Regions from separate parts of the Gossypium hirsutum genome. Here regions 1 and 2 are each linked to region 3. Evidence: chromatin contacts called from public Hi-C data. All regions are on one chromosome and are shown on one strand. The core of a region is the stretch at or near the end of the contact, and the rest is flanking DNA. Distances in the headings are between cores, read along the strand shown. Region 1 holds the start of LOC121203056. Region 2 holds the start of LOC107913097 (probable protein phosphatase 2C 80). Region 3 holds the start of LOC107913063 (F-box protein At5g49610).

The links. Hi-C and Micro-C count contacts between places; a contact is called where the count stands out from the background.
Region 1: a contact with region 3 is called in a Hi-C map of leaf, with 2.0 times the contacts expected there. The contact joins the promoter of LOC121203056 here to the promoter of LOC107913063 in region 3. A contact is called at or near these places in 7 of 34 Hi-C or Micro-C datasets (callus, fibers, leaf and 1 more).
Region 2: a Hi-C map of leaf shows a contact between it and region 3, with 1.9 times the contacts expected there. The contact joins the promoter of LOC107913097 here to the promoter of LOC107913063 in region 3. A contact is called at or near these places in 2 of 34 Hi-C or Micro-C datasets (both in leaf).

The regions. Positions count from the first base shown.
Region 1 is chrD11:22,647,965-22,652,051 of Gossypium_hirsutum_v2.1, forward strand. It overlaps LOC121203056, which reads right to left and starts at 1,912. Exons shown (of 3, transcript XM_041106501.1): 1 at 1,513-1,912; 2 at 1,172-1,387. The coding sequence starts at 1,764. LOC107905340 reads right to left here and starts at 3,604. Exons shown (of 2, transcript XM_016831989.2): 1 at 3,417-3,604; 2 at 2,561-3,141. The coding sequence starts at 3,490. The coding sequence ends at 2,874.
Region 2 is chrD11:22,719,634-22,723,372 of Gossypium_hirsutum_v2.1, forward strand. LOC107913097 (probable protein phosphatase 2C 80) reads left to right here and starts at 2,442. Exons shown (of 6, transcript XM_016841547.2): 1 at 2,442-2,711; 2 at 3,340-3,377; 3 at 3,700-3,739. The coding sequence starts at 3,710. It also overlaps the pseudogene LOC107911073.
Region 3 is chrD11:22,518,651-22,522,637 of Gossypium_hirsutum_v2.1, forward strand. LOC107913063 (F-box protein At5g49610) reads right to left here and starts at 2,381. Exons shown (of 4, transcript XM_016841508.2): 1 at 2,366-2,381; 2 at 2,216-2,260; 3 at 1,285-1,390; 4 at 1-952. The coding sequence starts at 1,386. It also overlaps the pseudogene LOC107913061.

The sequences.
Region 1 (4,087 bases), core at 662-3,161, 130 kb after region 3:
GACACTTCGGCTAATTCAATTAAAGGATATCTCAGAGTAAAAGTAACCCCATTATCACGACATTCCAATTGAAACAATCATTAAAAGACAGGAAAACAGAAATTATCATGAGACTAAACATGCTGCAACCGTGCTCGAAGTACAAGAGCATATAACATGGGTAAGTTATTCAGTATAGATCCCAGCATGAAGAAATCAACAATATCAAATCACTCGAACTCGTAGAACACCAATAAATAAGGGGAGAAGAATGCATAGTAAGAAAAGAAAGTTTGCCTCAGCTCATTGTTCATTTGTCTCCTTACAAACACACTACATACAGCAAACAAAGGGTGTTTACAGCTGCAAATTCATGTCAAATTCAGATATACTGCAACTGACAAAGAGGTTGAGAGGCACAAACCTACCTATTTCAACTAGAAACTTTACCAAGCTCTGATGTCAATCAATTGACCTAATCTCTTATTCATTTTGGCCATATGTACCAAAGAATTCCATAATAGAAAAACTTGAACCATCAAACCTTAAGTTTCCATCCCCTTGCATGTTTTGAAATATACCAAAGTCCTTGCACCACCTTGACAAATGCCACTTAATTGGACCTCAAACTCTAGAAGGGAAAAATCATCCAGATTAAGATTATCTTTAGCTTTGGGAGAACTAAGAACTGATTTCCCACCAAAAGAGGCAGACAGGTTGCTAGCAATCGTCAAGGACTAGTCTCTAGTGTGAATTACTAAAAAGAAAACTTGATATTTCTTAATCCATAAAAGAATCGATAAAGCTAGAAGAGCAACTTAGCTAGAATGGCATACCATGAAAAATGACTATAGAAGATTAGCAACAAAATTTTATAGCTCCTGCTAGGGTGCTATGTGTATCCAACTTCTAGATCACACCCACTTAATGCAAATTCCCCAAAAGGAAGATGAAGTTTCATAAAAGGATCAAAGAGCAGAAATTATACTTGAATGAAATGTAAACTACGTATAAAACCCCAGAAGCAATTAAAGAAAAAGCTAGTTGCTTTTGTTCATCTACATGTAAAAGTTTACTGAACAATCGCACGTTAAGCAAAGCATGTGTTTAATCGAATGCTGAAATGCAAGAATTATTCTAGATCACACGAAGATATGCATAATTAACAATGAGAAGAAACCTAAATCCTCACCGTTGGTTGGACTGGAAGAGGATCAAGATCCACGGAGCGTATGGACATCTTAGCAATCTCACTAACTGCATCCTCTCTAACCCCAGGCACATCGCTGGTCAACTCCTCGTAGGCAGCCTCAAATGCCTCTTGCCAAAACCTCGGTAATCTAATCCGACGGCTGTTAGTGTACACATCCCACATGTGCTTCACCACCTTCTCTCTCTCCTCCATTTCCTAACCGAAAATGAAACAAGAAAAAGAAAAGAATTGAGTAGCGAGAAGTGAGAACAGAACTTTAGGCAAAAGCAGAATTAGAAAAAGAAAAAAGAAGAAAAGGAGAAAATTTGTGGGGAACATACGAGAACGTCTAGATCGTCGTGAATATGGCTATCAAAATCATCTGAAAAACGGTTGAGGTTACCGGCTGACCACCGGAGAGTAACGGTTCCGGTGAACATCGACCAGAATGCCAATAACAAAATCGCCGCTAAAGCCCAAAACTTGTAACGACCTTTACCAAATAAACTCGAATCTGAGCTTTCCTTCTTCACATTCGCTAACGCCGTTGTTGTCGTTGCGGTTGTCGTCGGCAGAGTATCGTCATTCTTCATTTCCTTTTTTCTTCTTGCGTTCTTTGTTTAGTAGAAATGGTGTGGACTTGGATTTGGAAGGAAACCGACAAAGGGAACTGATCTTTGATTCGCCGTTTTAATTTTGATCCATTTGCCGTTTTGAGGGAAAAGGACTGAATTAGTAATTGTATGTAAATGTCATTATATGCGGGCCACCACGCTTGATTAATTTGTGGACGATATTGACCGTTGATGTGAATCTGATGATAGATTTGACGGTTTTGCCAGTGTTCTTGTCAATTTCATTTCTCATGTAACCCACCGACTCCACACGGCGCCGTCTCTCACTTTGAGATCGCATTTCTTTTTAAGGTCAAATTCTGCTACTAGTCCTTATACTATGAGAAAGTTGTAGATCTAATCCTTATACTCTAATTTAGTTAGTCTTAATCTTTTTCTTTCTTGAATATTGATATTTCAATCCTAATCCAATCGGTAACAGCTAGGTTAGATCCTGCTATTAGTTACTTACTATGCTAAAATTGCGAATTTAGTCTCTAGTTTTCAATTTAATTATTTTTAATCTTTATACTTTTCAAATTTTGAAATTTCAGTCTTGACTTAAACCGTACCCATTAAATTCATTAATTAAAATGGTATTATGCATATAATAATATATTTATAGCATTAAATTTTAAAAATATCATAAATTAAAGTTTAGTTAAATTTGAAATTTCAAAATTTACAAAATTATTTGTAAGAATTTGAGTTACGGAAGGTAAAAAAAAAATAACATTGGAGTTTTCTAATTAGCTTTTTTTAGTACAAATATTAATTTTTAAATCAATAAAACTTTTATTTTTCATTAACGAAATCAAATAAAAAAATAAAACAACAATAATGTTCTAAGAAGCAATTAAGGGAGAAATCTATCCCAACCCAACAGACTAATGCTAGAGACGTTGAAATTATTAGTAGCAAAATCCAAAACCAAAATAGCATAAAGAAAAGAAGGAAAATCATTCCAACTAGAACGAAATGCTGATGATTATGAGCTGCTCTATTAGCACGGAAGGATATTAGTTGAAATTGAGATTTCTAACGTAAATAGTCGTGAACAATGGTGCCAAACTAGGAGATGTCTTGCTTCAGTTTAGTAATAGCATGGACAGCCTCCTGGCAATCGGTTCATGCAGCCAAGACAAAGCCTCTCTTATCGACATGATTTTAATAAGTTTCGCTTCCATCCCGACCCCCAACGATCCAGACAAGCCTTTGACAAAATGGCCAGAGGGGTCACGAACAAGAATCCCAAAGCCCCATCCACATTGGATTTCATCCAACCTTCCGGTGGTCTTTCCCAGCCATTTGTAGTACCTGCAGCTGTTTGAAACTTTCCCGAGCATCGTTCCAATCCTGCAAATAACCATCACAAAAAGACACAATTCGATTAGGAGACTCGTCAACAGATTTCCAGCAAAGAAGGTTTCAATGGAACCAAAAACTCCAAGCTATAAGCAAAACCCCATTCTGCTGTGCAAGACCAGCATTTGAAATATAATACACAAGAAGTTCATGCACCGATTGGAAATTTGTACTAATACCAACACACTGCCAAGCATCGACAGCCTTAGAGCAATGCAACAAGATTGTTACGGTGAATTGATTTCATTTCTGCAAAATTCCTTTACCAGATTGTTAAGGTGTTGGAGTTCATTGGAAAGAAAGAAGGGCTGCAACTTCCATCTGGTTTTGCGGCCCGCATTGCTGAAAAGTCAAACTGGAATTTGAAGATGGAGAGAGAGGGACGGTGAGTGGAGGGGGAGAAAGAGGGGGCGGTGGACGGGGAAGGGAAAGGTCATTTATTTTTATTTTATTTAATTATATTTTAATAAGACGATGACTTAGTGAAATTTGATTGGTTAACATTTTTCTTTTACTGAGGGCAGTAACAGCAGGTATCAATTTCTGTAACGGAATTAAAGTTTAGTATCATAAAAAATAATTTAGGTACTTAACTCAAATAAATCTAATAGCTTAGGTAGCTATTATCAATTAAACCTTTTCATTTAAAAAATATTATGCAAATACTACTTTTTCCCATATATATATAAGCTTAAACGAGTGGATCGATCAATAGGCCAGCATGTAAAGTTATCTCTTTTGGAATATTTAAATAATAAATTTTACACAAAAGTGAAAAAAGAATGCAGAAAAATCTAATAGGGAATACGAACCTTTTAGCATTAAGCATCTTGTAAAGCAAATGGCCAGTAACTTATCAAGTGTTTTACTGAGTCACTATAGTTAATTATACAAATATTTTTTAATTAAAATAAGTTATATTATTTGAGGATAATTT
Region 2 (3,739 bases), core at 1,192-3,691, 200 kb after region 3:
CAACAATGTAACTTTTCGAAGACCAACGGTGTCTCTTCTGAATGCTTATTACAATAATTTACAAGGATATTATAGTACGGATTTCCCTGATAAACCAGAAAAGATGTATGATTTTGTAAATGGGGCTCCCAATAACATTAGTGTTGATACACAACCCGCAATAGGGACTCAAGTTAGTATCTTGGAACATGGTTGGGCAGTTCAAGTCATATTTCAAGACACTGGCACAGTAGGAACTGAGAAGCATCCCATACACCTTCATGGCTTTAGCTTCTACTTGTTGGGAACTGGGCTTGGCAACTATAACTCCAGCACTGCACTTCTTAACTTGTACGATCCTCCCTATAGGAACACAGTGGGTGTGCCAGTAGGCAGATGGGCAGTCATTCGATTCAGAGCTGATAATCCAGGTGAATTTCATAGCTAAAAACCATAAAAGTTTTCATTCAGTTTTGTTTTTATTTTGTCACCTTGATTACTTATTATCTGTAATGAATAATTCAGGAATGTGGTTCATGCATTGCCATCTGGAAGTGCACACAACATGGGGACTGTCAATGGCTTTTCTAGTGAAGAATGGGAAAGGCAAAATGCAGAATTTGCCACCTCCACCTCTTGATCTTCCACTCTGTTGATCTGTAAATTTGTGCTGGGTTTTCCCTTTCGTACCATTTATGCCTTTTTATTTTATGTTTGCTAGTATTTAGACTATTGCCCAAGTTATGTGAAAATAATGGATTTGTTTGGTTATTTGTTGAACTCAAGTAATGTAATTCCAAGGATTGTTCGACTTTTGTAAACCGTAATGGTTTATTGGGCTTAAAGACCATATACCCAACGAATAAGATGTTTATCTGGGTGTTTTCCCTTTTCTTTCCTATTTGGGCCAAATAATCCATTTATGGGCTCCATTGATTTTGGAGCATTTTTTTTACCATGTCTTATAGCCTTTAGCATTACGCAAAGAAAAAAAACAAAGAAGGAAGCTTTGAGCATTACTCAACTGATTAATTGATTGATCGTAGCCTTTTTTATTAGTATTATTTAATTGATTTTTTTAAGAAAGAAATTTTGATATCCAATAGCTAAAACTTATATCCAGGTAGAGACAAAACTTTTGGATGAGGCGTCTCCACCACCACAACCTTTCTGTACCCCAAACCTAGAAAAAGAACGGACCTCGTCGCTCTTCAACTCCCCGCTTCGCTAACCCTCCATTTGTCTATTGCACTCACCCATCCACCCCCCGCATCTGCTTAATCTATATTTTAAAAATAATCAGTCACCAACCTCCCACAGACCGTCACCTCATATCTTACACTCTTGTTGTGGGTTTCAACTTTTTCTATAATAAATAAAATACCATCAAAATATAAATATAAGTTGAAGTAATTATAATACAAAATATTAAAGATTTACTAATAGATAGTTAAAAGTTAATTATAATACAAAATTAAACCAGTACATTATAAGTAGGTTAGAAACTAATACAATTTAGGGTAAACTATATCTATGGTCACTTTTGTTTACCTTAGGTTACGTTTTAGTCACTTATGTTTGAAATGTTACGTTTTAGTCATTTACGTTATCATGTTGTAACATTTTAGTCACTGAGCCATTAATCGTCGTTAATGGTGTAACGGTAAGCTGACGTGGCAAGTTAAATCATCATTTCAAACAAAATTTTAGGTTAAATTATACAATTGATCCCCATATTTTTTCGTTTTAAGTAATTTAATTTTTTTTATTTTATGTTCTTTAAACTTTTTTCTTTTTTTCCATTCTCTTTTGTTTCTCCCTCTGTTTTCATATCTTTCCCATTTCTTTTAACTAATTAGGAAGTCGAATTGGCAGTGAAAAAAGAAGTAGGAAGTCGACTATCATCATTTGCCTATAACCAAAACCCTATAACCAAAACCCATAAACTCATACCATGCTTCTTTCTTCACTACCAATTCGACATCCTGGTATGTTAAAAGAAATAAAGAAGGTAGGAAAACAGAGGGAGAAGTAGAAGAGAATGGAAAATAAAGAAAATAAAGAAAATAAAGAATTAAATTGCTCAAAATGAAAAATTATGGGGACCAATTGTATAATTTAACCTAAAGTTTTTGTTTGAAATGATAATTTAACGTGCCACGTCAGCTTACCATTACACCATTAACCACAATTAACGGCTCAGTGACTAAAATGTTACAACACAATAACGTAAGTGACTAAAACGTAACATTTCAAACATAAGTGACTGAAATGTAACCTAAGGTAAACAAAAGTGACCATGGGTATAGTTTACCCTAAAATTAATCATTTCTTATAACTTATGCACCATAATTTAATTATGGTATTTAATATTTTCTATTAAATCTATTTTTTTTCTATTAAATCTAGGTGGAAGGACTTGAAATAAATACATCTAAGTCCTAAGAATAGAGGGTTGGGTTGGGTTGGGTTGGGTTGGGTTGGTGTCCAAGAATATATCACGTGTTTATCCTCAATTCAGCGCTTGCCCTGAAAAAGTGAAACATCCGCAGCATCCGCAGAGCCGAAGGGAGAGGGAGAGAGGGAGAGGGAGAGAAGAAGCTCCGGAGATCGTCGATTCTCGTTTATGTCTTTCTTCTGAGCTTCTTTCTTCTTTCTTTCTCTTTGCTTTCTTTCCTTTTTGTCTCTAACATTCAGGTGTCGAATAATACCAGATTAAGCCGCTTCAACAGGTTCTTTTTTTTTTCATTATCAAATTCTGCATTTTATTTGGCTATTGTCTCCAGTAGTTTGTAGGTAGTTGTTGAGAGTTCTAGTTTTTGTGAATTAAATTTCTCAGCATTTAGATTCTTTAAATTACCTACGTTTTTTTTCTTCTTTTTTGATGATTAAAAATTTAAATTACCCATGTGTTTTTGTCATTGAAGTATGCAGAATTCATATGTTTTCTTTTTATTGTAGGCCAGAAATATTTAACTTTAAAAAGGGATTTGTTCACTTAAGCTATGTTTTGGTTACTCTTTTCTTCTGAAGCTCAAAAGTTGCTAAGAAAATAATAAAAAACAATATATTGAAAACCATTTTTCATGAGTAATATTATTATTTTTGTTAAAATCCAGTTAATATATTGTTTGGTTTTTTTTTTTATTTTATCTAAATGCAATTTGAATAATTCTTGAGCCATGTGAGTAGTTTTAAGTGATTTCAACTCTTCCCGTTCTTTCCTTTTTATTGTTGAATTTTGTGAGCGTTTTAATTTTATGCATCTTAGCTACGCTCCTAAAGCCCAAACCTTAATGTACATAATACATATAATATAATATATAATATAATATACCTCTATTTTGTATGCTATTTCAGGTATTGAGAGAAATATGCTTCCTTAGAGGAAATTGCTGGTAGGTGGTTACACGCGTGTAAACGTATAGCCTTTTGTTTGCAATACAAGGTCTGGTATTCTCTCAAACAGTGGTTGAATTAAGGGAACTTGATATAAGGGTTAAAGATGCCAGCAATTGTATTTTCTAAGCTAAAACCTGTTGTATATACTGGTTTTCAAAGATCTCTTACAGGAAAACAAGTTCTATTGTCCGACTCACCAAGTTCATTGCTTAGACAGCTCAAATTTTTGTCTGTGAATTCAGGGTTGATTCAGTCTTTCTCTTACTCTGGTAAATCTCTATCTGATAATAGGTGTATTCGAAACCCGTTTTGTCTTAGGGCAAAAACAATGGCTGTGTCTGGTTCCAAGGCTGTTTTC
Region 3 (3,987 bases), core at 1,131-3,630:
CATTAATGAACCCCAAAGCCCTGCAAACACCAAATGTGCTCCCCGCATCATAAGGAAGATTGATTACTGACTTCAGGCTCATATCCATATTCCCATGAATGTTTATAGTGCAAACATTATCTTGATAACGAGGCTGAATGTAACACAACTCACCATGCTTCATGGCTAAAGCACCATTTCCATATTCTTCATCATTGGCAGGAAGTGGCAGAAATCCGTATTGCTCATCCCTCAAACCAAACGCTAGAATGACCCCGGAAGAGGATTCCCAATAGACAACTCCCTTCATGTAGTACCCACCATCATGCAATCCCGAACCATCAAGCTCATAGCATATAGTGTCAGAGACTCTCCAGGAGCTTGACCTTGATGAGTAAATCTCAAAATAGACAACTGGATAGTCGGGAAATGTGACAGCACAGACAAGCTCATAAGATTCATTAAAATTGAGTACATAGGGTTCAAAAGCAAGTACAACGGCTGCCTTGGCTCCATGATACAAGTTTGGCCTAGGAAGCTTTTTCCATTCCTTGGTCACAGGGCTGCAAATGTAGTAGGTATCATCCTCAATACCCTGGCAACAAACCAGACCGTTGCAAGAGCTTCTGACTTTGACAGGCTCGGGAAAGAAGCTTAAAGACGGGTCAGGCATGCCATAAGCATCTTGATTGAATGATATGAAGGAAGGACTGTGATCAGCAACTTGACAAAAGAGACCAGATACGTTTTTGAAGTAAGTAGTTTGCCGGTGGGCAAACAGCGGGCTGCTTATCCAGTGATCCCATCTTCTGGAAACAGTTTTGAACCTAAAGAGTGTTTTTGCAGGGAGTAAATGAAGAGCATGGTCCCTCAAGACATCTTCTAACCCTGCTTCCTTCCTGTCTACATATTTGAGGGCTTTATTGTAATCCACCGGAATCTTAGCTTTAGCCTTGGGTGAGAGAATTGGAAGCTGAAATACAAGCAGACCTCATCATGTTGATAATCAGGAAGTTTAAAAAGGTGATGTGGTGATTGAAGACAGAGAAGTAAATAACTTCAATCTCCATTATTGTTTGTTTCACAAATGCAGAAAAGACTAAGAAGTCATTTGCATAAGAGATAAAACAAGAAAGTGATCAAACAGATCGTAGTTCAAACTATTCTAGACCTTCTAACTTACAAAACAAAGCTTAAAGAAGACAATAGCACAAAAATCTATATGGGCAACTCCACATGGACATGTTCTCACGCTTAGAATTAAGAGTGACAAAAAGAAAAAAATGAACTAAAGACATTGCATACCTCATAAAAACGTTCATCAACATCCCCCTCTAAATCTGAATCTTCAAGTAGACAGAAGTCATCTTCCAATGTTTCTCGATTATTGCCCTCGAAATCGGCCATAAACCTGCAGGCATATGTTTGATTTAGTCGGTAAATGACAAACAATGCCTTGGTAAGCTTGTTAACACCCTTGATTGCTGTACACACACAAATATTAATAATGCAACCAAAGTCAAACCTTAAAATGGCATGGTTAACATTGAAAAGCATACAACAAAGAATATGAACAAAAACAGAGTTGAAATATGATAATAGACATTAAGAAAGAAGTAGCAAGGAATTTACAATTAACAGCTGATAAGATAGAAACAAAATGAAGCCAAACTAATCACTCCTATGAAACAAACCTTTCTTGATTCAAGGAAAGGCTAGTCAAGAGTTGAGAGAAATGCTTAATAGAAAAGAATGCTTAAAAGTAGAAACAATGAAAAGAAAAAAAGAAAATCGAAGTAAAAAAAGCAATTGCTTGGGACCCACACAAGGAAACTGAACATGTACGAAGCTTGGCACGAAATTTACGCCTTCAAGAAACTACATGGAAATTCAGTCGAAGAAAATTCTTTCCTTAGCCCCATTTTCTTTCTTGTTGGATTTTTATTTCTGAGCAAGCAAACAGAAAGAACCAAGAAAAAGGGGGTTGAAAAAAGCCCACGAAAGCCTTAAAAATAAATTTAGAAAACACTAAACGACTTAAGTCAAGTCAACACAGTTGACCGGTCCCCGGAAATAGACATGTCAAACAGAAAAAGACACTGAAGCATCAAGTTTAATACTTTACAATTCTTGGTTTTTCGATACTACACGGAAATCCTATTGTCAAAAAGTTTTTCATTTTATCCTTAATATTCTTATCAAACAAACAGAAAGAGATCAAGAAAACAAAGCTAACCCAAAGCGTACTGAAGGCAGCAGAGAGTCCGAGCGAGGCAAAACCCTGAAAATGAAAAAGATTTGATCCCTCAAAGATGCTTCAAAGAATTTGAGAAAGTTTATAACATTGAACTTCCTTTTCGGGCTTACGACTAACGCAATAACTTACTTGGTCGATAAGATTTCTTAGGTTAAACATATGATTGGCTGCCTCGATGCCCACTTTTTTTTTAAAAGGTTCTAATATCATTTTTAACCTTTTTTGTAATATTTATTTCTATGAAATTTTTAAGTTCATTTTTTATTTTTGTTATCAAGACTTATATATTAAGTTATAGCACACTAGTGTGTGGGTTAAAAAGAGAAGGTTAAAAGGTATATAACTCTTTGAACTTTCATCAAAAAAATGAAAAGTTATAAGTAATTAAAAATTATGTCACTTCACTTGGTTATTAATTAAAAGTCGTTAATATTTATAGTGATGAATTATGTCTCTTAAATTCAAAAGTTATATTAGTTGATTATTAACAAATTTTCGTAATTATTCTACTAGATATCTATTGAATAATTATATTCATTGCTAAAGATATGACTATCCATCTAGATAGTTATGTGAACTTTCATTTGTATGACACACCAGAAAAACACATCAAAAGTTTTTTTTTAATCTCTCATAATCTTTTATATTTCTAGATTGTTTTATAAAGAATTATTGCATAAATTCGTTTATAGAAAATGATATCATTGCTATGCTTTGCTCAGTGAACTATTTCCATCAGTGCAAAAAATAGACAATGATTGAGCTTCGTTGTATTCTAGAGGTTCATTTGTCAATAACTCTTTTGCACATCATAATATAGGCGAGAGAATTTTAAAAAAAGTGACATTGATGCACACATTTAAGCCTTCATTAATTCCTCATAAGTTTATTTATCTTCACTGTCAGCAAAATAAAAATTAAAAAAAACATTTAAAATTTTTATTTCATAATAAACGTGGACACCTTCGTTTCAAACTTAATTTTATTAAAACTTTTACAAAATTATAAACTTATAGAAATGTTAAGTAAGTTAAACTTTAAAATTTTTTTATTTTTTATTTTTTTAAAATTCATAATAAATCTTGAGATAAGTCTAAATATATCTAGATTCATTTAAATTATATTTTTAAAATATGAAATATATCAATATTTTAATTTTATTAATATAAAAATAAAATATTTAAAAAACATATACAAACAATCACAATATTCTTGAACCATTATATTTTAATAAATTTGTTTTATAGATTATGTGCAAAACGGTTCTAAGATATGTCATTGCCTGGAACAAAAATAATCATTGAAAAAGGAAAAAGGTGCTAAATCCACAATATTTTATAGTTTTGCTAAAAAAGTAATCATGAAATTACAAACCGTTTTGGTGATTCTCGAGGAAGTGAATAATTAATCATATAATATTTTCATTCTCGCAAATAAAGATTGAACTCCCAATCACATTATTAGAAAATAAGTGAACAACTATGACACCTCATAGTTCTCACATTACAAACTTTACCTTTCTAAAACACGAAAAAAAATCCCAATAGTTAACTATTAAACCAACTTTGTATCATAGATCCTTACTACAAAAGGACCAAAAAAGATTTAATAACAAAATAAAATAAAAGACACAATAAAAACATATTTACAAATGTCGGATGGACTAACGAAATATTTTGCCTGATAATGAGAATAAAAGAGGGAGATTGTGTAGGGTGTTCTTGTCAAGGCCGGTCCATACAAACAGCAGC